Linked DNA regions of Macaca mulatta: all the other regions are linked to region 1. The links are chromatin contacts, called in public Hi-C maps. All regions are on one chromosome and are shown on one strand. The core of a region is the stretch at or near the end of the contact, and the rest is flanking DNA. Distances in the headings are between cores, read along the strand shown. Region 1 holds the start of ZC3H4 (zinc finger CCCH-type containing 4). Region 2 holds the start of TMEM160 (transmembrane protein 160). Region 3 holds the start of NPAS1 (neuronal PAS domain protein 1).

Region 1 (2,700 bases), core at 65-2,564:
TGGCTCTATTTATTTATTTTTTTATTGATATGGAGTGTCGCTCTGTCACCCAGGTTGGAGTGCAGTGGTGCCATCTTGGCTCACTGCAGCCTTTACCCCCTAGGTTCAAGCAATTCTCCTGCCTCAGTCTCCCGAGTAGCTGGGATTACAGGCGCGCCACACCATGCCTGGCTAATTTTTTGTATGGGTTTCGTCCCATTGGCCAGGCTGTCTCAAACTCCTGACCTCAAGTGATCTGCCAGCCTCGGCCTCCCAAAGTGTTGGGATTATGGGTATGTGCCACCACGCCCTGCTGCCAGCTGGAACATTTAAAAAATAGTAGGATCAATATACCAGGAAGTCACATGGTGCCTCTGTCTCCAGCTTTATCAATCTTGACGAGGTTTTTCTCTCTTCCTGGAATCTAAGTGGTCTTTGCTTTGTCAGGGCCTGAAATAAGGTATTCTTTTCTTTTTTTTGTTTTTTGAAACGAGAGTCTCACTCTGTCGTCCGGGCTGGAGTGCAGTGGTATAATCTCAGCTCACTGCAGCCTCACGACCTCCCCGGCTCAGGCGATTCTCCCTTTTCAACATCCCAAGTAGCTGGGACTACAGGTGTGAGCCATCATGTACTGCTAATTTTTGTATTTTTAGGAGAGAAGGGATTTTACTATGTTGGTCAGGCTAGTCTCCAACTCCCGAGCTCAAGCGAGCGATCCGCCCGCCTCGGCCTCCCAAAATGCTAGGAGTACAGGCGTGAGCAACATCGCCCCGCCTGAAATAAGGTATTTCTTCTGCTTGGAACCAGCTCTTCTTTTTCATATACCAGCCTAAAGAGCAATTTCAAGACTCTCCTCTAACACTCCACCCACCCCCTTTATTCTTTAACTCTGTTTCTCTCTCGGGGCATTGTCGGTTAAGTTCCATGAAGACAGAAACTGTTCCCATAGTCCATCACAGGGACTGGCACTGTAGAAAGAGCTAACAAAAGTATTTAAGGAAGATCCCTGGATTCGAGGTTAGAGGGACGTATGATCGTGTCACAGCACTGCAGTCTGGGCGACAGAGCAAGACTCTGTCTCTTAAAAAAAAAAAAAAAAAAAAAGGCCGGGTGCGGTGGCTTTCGCCTGTAATCCCAGCACTTTGGGAGGCCGAGGAGGGAAGGTCATGAGGTCAAGAAATCGAGAACCACCCTGGCTAACACGGTGAAACCCCGTCTCTACTAAAACACACACACACACACACACACAAAATTAGCCGAGCGTGGTGGCGGGCGCCTGTAGTCCCAACTTCTCGGGAGGCTGAGGCAGGAGAATGGCGTGAACCCAGAGGCGGAGCTTGCAGTGAGCCGAGATCGCGCCACTACACTCCAGTCTGGGCGACAAAGCGAGACTGTGTCTTAAAAACAACAACAACAACAAAAAAGTCTTGCTGTGCTCTTTAGCACTAATCCTATGACGTTGAACCAATTACTTAAAACACCTAACTTCAGTCTGCAAATGGGAATTGCAGCAGCTTATTTTAGGACGGTTATGAGAGTCAAAAGATTTTGTTTGTACACAGCCTATGACACCGGCCAGTGTTTCTATCTCCGCTATTTGTGAGCCTTCTCTGGGTCCTCCTACACCCCAGGTCCTTAAACTCCCCTGATGGACTACCAAGCCCCGCCCCTCTCTCCTGCAAGGATGACGTCATCGACTGAGTTGTCGAGTGACGTCACCTCCGGGCTGGCTGGGCTTCATCGCTTCTCCGGAAACCTCCGACTCTCGGCACCTGGCCTCCAGCTTTCGGTTATTTTTTTTTTTCTCTCCGTAGCTTGAATTCCTTCCCTCCCATCCTCCCACCTAAAACTATCGGCTCTTCCCGCCTTCCTTCAAACTAGCAATTTTCGGTTCTTCCCTCTTGCTCTCGGGCGAATTCCTGAAAGTCGTTTATTCTCTTAATTAATCGCCGCTCCAGCCCCGCCCGTTCAGCTCATTCTCTTAATCGCATTACCCTGGCTGCTTTTCTTTCGGCTGTTTCCACCTCCTGCCACCCACCCAGACACCGCCTTCGGCTCTTTCCGGACCATCTCAATTTCTCCTCCTTCCCCGGTCCCAATCGGCTTAGGCTATTTCTGGCTCCCCTAGGTTTCTCATGCTCTCTCTAGCCCCACCCCATCACCAGCTTCGGCTCTTTTCGGCTCTCCCCCGTCGCCTCCTGTCTCCTGCTCAGCTCTTTTCGGCTATTTCCGCCTCCCCTCGGACTCACCCTTTGCCTTCGGTTCTTTCCGCCGGCCCTCAGGCAAGCGGTCTCTACCCCTCTCCCGCACGTGACGCGGCCTCCGCCTCCGCCTCTCAGTTCCCCCTCCCACCTCACCCTTCCTCCCGCCTCAGCCTCTAGGCTGGTCCGGGCCGAGCCGCCATTTTGTGTCAATTCCTGATTGCGGCGGGGGCCGGGCAGCCGGGAGACCAGTGGCGGGCAGACAAGGGAGACAGTCGGCCCGTCTCCGCGGCCCGTTCCCTCTCTCCCTTCAATCCTTTTTTTCTTTTTAACCCTTCCACCCCCTTCGCTGGCTCTCCTCTTCTCCCCTTACCCTTCGCTTGCTCCATCGCGCGCGGCCCGCGCTAATTACACCCAACCACCCACCAGTGTCCGAGTCTCCCGGGTCTCCCGCCCCCGGGCCCGCGGGGGTGCGTGGGGGGGGGGCTCTCGCCCCTATGAGGGCCCCGCGCCAGTAAGC
Region 2 (2,700 bases), core at 67-2,566, 67 kb after region 1:
CCCACCCACCTTGGCCTCACTTTAGGCGTGAGCCACTATGCCAGGCCATAATTTTTGTATTTGTAGTAGAGACAGGGTTTCACCAGGCTGGTCTCAAACTCCTGACCTCAAATGATCTGCCTGCCTCAGCCTCCCAAAATGTGTTGAGATTACAGGCGTGAGCCACTGCGCCTGGCCTGGCCTGATACTTAGAATTAAAAAAAAAAAAAAAGCCATAAAAAATCAATGCTTTGGGTTAATGATCACAATATATTGTTATGTGAAGAAAAATTAATGGTCAGGTGGCATCTTATTTTATATCTGCATAGAAAAAACACTGGACAGGAATACAAGATGGTAGTAGTAATCACTCATTGGTGGAATTACTGTTGAGGTTTACTCTCCTTTCTGAGATCTTCAAGATTTTGCAAAGATTCTCCATTAAGTGCCCCACGTTTTGTTTTGTTTTCTGGCCATTGGAATTGACGTAATTAATACAAACTACAGGCCGGGTGCGGTGGCTCACGCCTGTAACCCCAGTGCTTTGGGAGGCTGAAGCGGTCAGATCATGAGGTCAGGAGTTTGAGACCAGCCTGACCAACATGGTGAAACCCCGTCTTTACTAAAAATACAAAAATTAGCCGGGCGTGATGGCAGGTGCCTCTAATCCCAGCTATGCGGGAGGCTGAGGCCGGAGAATTGCTTGAACCCGAGAGGCGGAGGTTGCAGTGAGCCGAGATCACGCCACTGCACTGCAGCCTGGGCGACAGAGCAAGACTCAGTCTCCGAAGAAAAAAAAAGAAGAAAAGAAAAGAGAAAAGAAGAGGGAGGAAAGGAAGGAAGGAAGGAGGGAAGGAAGGAGAAAAAGAAAGAAGAAAGAGAAGGAAGGAAGGAAGGAAGGAAGGAGGGAAGGAAGGAGAGAAAGAAGAAAGAGAAGGAAGGAAAGAGAAAGAAAGAAGGAAGGAAGGAAAGAAATAGAGAGAGAGAAAGGAAAAGAAAAGAACTACAATAGGTGTTCAGCGTGTACTCCGTTAAAAAAAAAAAAATAGAATAAAAACTACAAGTTCCAGCAGACATCTCGCCTACGACTTCTGTAGATCGTCTTTCCCCGAACGCAATGATCGCTGGGATTCGTAGTCCAGTGACAAAATCAAGGAGGGACGCGCACTACCGGCCTAGATGACAGAGGAGGGAATCACTACCATTCCGACCAATGGACAGTTCACGCCGAAACTGAGTGGCGAGCGCATAGCCAATGGGTAAGCCATTCAGCCTGAGTGACATGGGTTGCAACCTACAGGAGGCCCGTGGGGCGGTACGGCGCGCGGCGCCCGTAGTGCGAACCATGGGAGGCGGCTGGTGGTGGGCTCGGGCCGCTCGCCTCGCCCGTCTCCGCTTCCGGAGGTCGCTACTGCCGCCTCAGCGGCCCCGGAGCGGGGGCGCCCGGGGGTCCTTCGCCCCCGGCCACGGTCCCCGCGCCGGGGCTTCGCCGCCCCCAGTGTCCGAGCTGGACCGTGCGGACGCCTGGCTCCTCCGAAAGGCGCACGAGACAGGTCGGTGGCTGGAGGTGGGGGCGGCGTGGATGGGACGGGGGTCCCGGGCGCGCGTGGAACCTCGATGGGGCGGAGGCTTCTGCAGGAAACGGGGCCCGGGCTCGGCTCCGAGAAGGGCTTCAGTGTGAGCGCACGGAAGCGCAGAGTGCAAGAGCGCAGGTGCCCGCAGAGAGGATGGGCTTTCGGGGAGGACGAGGACCCCGCGTAACGGGGCGCCGTAGGGATTGGAGGGGGTGGTAGGGTTGCGCGAGGCAGCCTCGTAGAATCGCGCCTGTCGTGTGAAGAGGGGCTTCCAGGGAAAGCTTAGAGTCTGTGGAGTTGGGTACTAGAGGGGTCCGTCCCGATTACAGAGGCCACCACTGTGCAGAGAGCGGGAGTGTGGATCCCCGCAGACGAGGGGGAAGTTCAGGATTGGAGGAGGGGACAACCAATAGGGAAAAAGCTCTCTGCTGATTGGAGGGGGAGGTGATCTAGGCTGCAGGGGGCGGGGCTTGTGACGGAGGCGAGGTCCAGAATGTAGCGGAGTGGCCATCTATTTTTTTTTTTAATTTAATTTAATTTAATTTAATTTAATTAATTTATTTTTTTGAGACGGAGTCTCGCTCTGTCATCGGGGCTGGAGTGCAGTGGCCGGATCTCAGCTCACTGCAAGCTCCGCCTCCCGGGTTTACGCCATTCTCCTGCCTCAGCCTCTCAAGTAGCTGTGACTACAGGCGCCCGCCACCTCGCCCGGCTAGTTTTTTGTATTTTTTAGTAGAGACGGGGTTTCACCGTGTTAGCCAGGATGGTCTCGATCTCCTAACCTCGTGATCCGCCCGTCTCGGCCTCCCAAAGTGCTGGGATTACAGGCTTGAGCCACCGCGCCCGGCCAATTTTATTTTTTTAATGACAATGTTTTGCTCTGTCACCCAGGCTTGAGTGCAGTGGCACAATTTTAGCCCACTGCAGCCTTCAACTCCTGGACTCAAGTCATCCTCTTGCCTCAGCCTCCTGCTTAGCTGGCGCTACAGGCATACACCACCGTGCCCAACTATTTTAATTTATGCAGAGACGGGGTCTCGCTTTGTTGCCCAGGCTGGTCTGAACTCTTGGGCTCATACAATCTTGCCTTGGCTTCCCAAAGTGCTGGGATTACAGGCGTGAGCCACCTCACTGGGCCAGTACTGGG
Region 3 (2,700 bases), core at 41-2,540, 110 kb after region 1:
TAGAGGTTGCAGTGAGCAGAGATCGCACCACTGCACTCCAGTCTGGGTGGCAGAGCAAGACTCTGTCTCAAAAAAAAAAAAAAAAAGAAAATTGATGGTGAAAACATTAAAACAAGACCTGCTACCTCGTAAGGGTCCAGTGAGTTTTAGCCTTTATTAATTTAATATTATTGGAATCCTTTTTTTTTTTTTTTAAGCAGGGTCTCACTCTTTCACCCAGGCTGGAGTGCAGTGATGTGATCATGGCTCACTGCAGCCTCTACCTCCTGGACTCGGGTGATCCTCCCATGTCAGCCTCCTAAGTAGCTGGGACCACAGGTGTGTGCTACTACGCCTGACTAACTTTTTGTATATTTTGTAGAGATGGGGTCTTGCTCTGTCTCCCAGACTGGAGTGCATAGCACAGTCGTTGCTCACTGCAGCCTTGAACTCCTGGCCTCAAGCAATCCTCCCACCTCAGCCTCCCAAAGCACTAGGATTACAGGTGTGAGCCTCCGTGCCCGGCCAATATTATTTGTTTTGCTAACATTTATGTTAACTGCATGCTCTTCAGGCCCACCTGGGAGGCAGGTTAGCCGTGAGCTTGCATGTCCTGAATCCCTACTTTCTTCCCTCCTCTCAGCTCCTGCAAATCGGACCCAGTCTGGTCTCCCCAGTGCCCTCAGGATACACTTTGAGCTTCTCACCTGGCCCTGCAAGGCCCTGAGTGGCCTGTGACTGAATGGTGGAATAAATGGGTGGACGGATGCAATGACAGAAACAGCAGCTCATTCACCTGCTTTTTGGCCAGCTCCTGGGACACTTCGCTTCCAGCCTTTTTTCTCAAAACCCGTCTCCTCCTCAGCAGTGCCTGCTGCTTCTCCTTCTAATCTGGCCTTCTTCCTAAAAAGTCGCCATCCGGGCTTTAATTCTCTTCCCGGGATGGCCATGGCTCGGCAGGGCGGCGCTCTGCTGACCCCTGGTGGCCGCATGGAGTAACACAGCGCATTCTCCACTAGGGCAGTTGGCCTGGAGCCCGGGAGCGAGTGCTGGGTGCTGGCTGTGGCTTGAGGAGCACAGCTCCTGCCCTCGTAGGTTTCACAGGAGAGTGGGGAAGACAGCGGATAATCAGATACTCACACTGTCGTATGCGGCAACCCTGGCATCATCTGCACCTTCTCTCTCCCCCAGTCTCATGCCATCTTCAACAAATTCTGTCGCCTTGACCTTCAAGATACCTGCAATTCCCCGTTCTTTCCACTACCACCGTCCTTCTCTGGTCTAATCCGCCATCGTTTCACTCCTGGACTATCGCAGTCACCTCCTTGCTGAACTCCCAGAATCCAGAGCCAGTCTTAACTGATTTCTCCTTTAGCCTCAGGCTCCACTCACTTGACACTGTTACTGAATCGTCTTTATTTAAAATGTTGATAGTTTGTTCATCATTGATTTTTTTTTTGAACTAATTTTGATTTTTTAAACAAGACTCTTTTTTTATTTTTATTTTTTGAGACGGAGTTTTGCTCTTATTGCCCAGGCTGGAGTGCAATGGCGCGATCTCCGCTCACCGCAATCTCCGCCTCCCGGGTTCAAGCAATTCTCCTGCCTCAGTCTCCTGAGCAGCTGGGATTACAGGCATGCCCCAATACACCTGGCATTTTGTATTTTTAGTAGAGACGGGGGTTTCTCCATGTTGGTCAGGCTGGTCTCAAACTCCTGACCTCAGGTGATCCACTTGCCTCAGCCTCCCAAAGTGCTAGGATTATAGGCATAAGCCATCATGCCTGGCCCAAAAGATTTTTATTTATTGATTTTGAGATGGGGTCTCACTCTGTCACCCATGCTGGAGTGCAGCGGCACAATCTTGGCTCAATGCGGCCTCAGCCTGCTGCGATCCTCCCACATCGACCTCCTGAGTAGCCGGGACTACAGGAACGCGCCGCCATGTCCAGCTAATTATTTTTTCGAGAAGGAGTTTCCCTCTTGTTGCTCAGGCTGGAGTGCAATGGCACAATCTTGGCTCACTGCAACCTCTGCTTCCTGGGTTCAAGCGATTCTTCTGCCTCAGCCTCCCAAGTAGCTGGGATTACAGGCATGTACCACCATGCCCGGCTAATTTTGTGTTTTTAGTAGAGACGGGGTTTCACCATGTTGGTCAGGCTGGTCTTGAACTTCTGACCTGAGGTGATCCACCCGCCTTGGCCTCCCAAAGTGCTGGGATTATAGGTGTAGGCCGCCGCGCCTGGCCTTTTTTCTTTTTTTTTTTTTTTTTTGAGATGGAGTCTTGCTCTGTCGCCCAGGGTGGAGTGCAGTGGCGCGATCTTGGCTCACTGCAGCCTCCACCTCTCAGGTTCAAGTGATTCTTCTGCCTCAGCCTCCTGAGTAGCTGGAACTACAGGCATGTGCCACCACACCTGGCTAATCTTTGTATTTTAAGTTGAGACAGGGTTTTGCCATGTTGGCCAGGCTGCTCTTGAACTCCTGAACTCAGGTGATCCACCCGCCTCGGCCTCCCAAAAATGCTGGGATTATAGGTGTAAGCCACTGCGCCTGGCCTGTTCAGCTAATTTTTAAAGAACTTTTTGTAGAGTCGGGGTCTCACTCTATTGCCCAGGCTGGTCTCAGACTGCTGGGCTCAAGTGATCCTCCCATCTTGACCTCCAAAGTGCTGGGATTACAGGCCTGAGCCACTGCACTTAACCAAGACAATTTTTCTTCTTC

The links. A called contact is a pair of places that touch in the nucleus more often than the background predicts.
Region 2: a Hi-C map of fetal cortex germinal zone shows a contact between it and region 1, with 2.8 times the contacts expected there. The contact joins the promoter of TMEM160 here to the promoter of ZC3H4 in region 1. A contact is called at or near these places in 3 of 14 Hi-C or Micro-C datasets (cortical neurons, fetal cortex germinal zone and liver).
Region 3: a Hi-C map of fetal cortex germinal zone shows a contact between it and region 1, with 2.9 times the contacts expected there. The contact joins the promoter of NPAS1 here to the promoter of ZC3H4 in region 1. A contact is called at or near these places in 2 of 14 Hi-C or Micro-C datasets (fetal cortex germinal zone and fetal cortical plate).

The regions. Positions count from the first base shown.
Region 1 is chr19:59,594,326-59,597,025 of T2T-MMU8v2.0, reverse strand. ZC3H4 (zinc finger CCCH-type containing 4) reads left to right here and starts at 1,314. Exons shown (of 14, transcript XM_077980466.1): 1 at 1,314-1,768. The coding sequence starts at 1,628.
Region 2 is chr19:59,527,162-59,529,861 of T2T-MMU8v2.0, reverse strand. TMEM160 (transmembrane protein 160) reads left to right here and starts at 1,316. Exons shown (of 3, transcript NM_001266299.2): 1 at 1,316-1,532. The coding sequence starts at 1,325.
Region 3 is chr19:59,488,088-59,490,787 of T2T-MMU8v2.0, reverse strand. NPAS1 (neuronal PAS domain protein 1) reads right to left here and starts at 1,290. Exons shown (of 13, transcript XM_077980601.1): 1 at 1,120-1,290.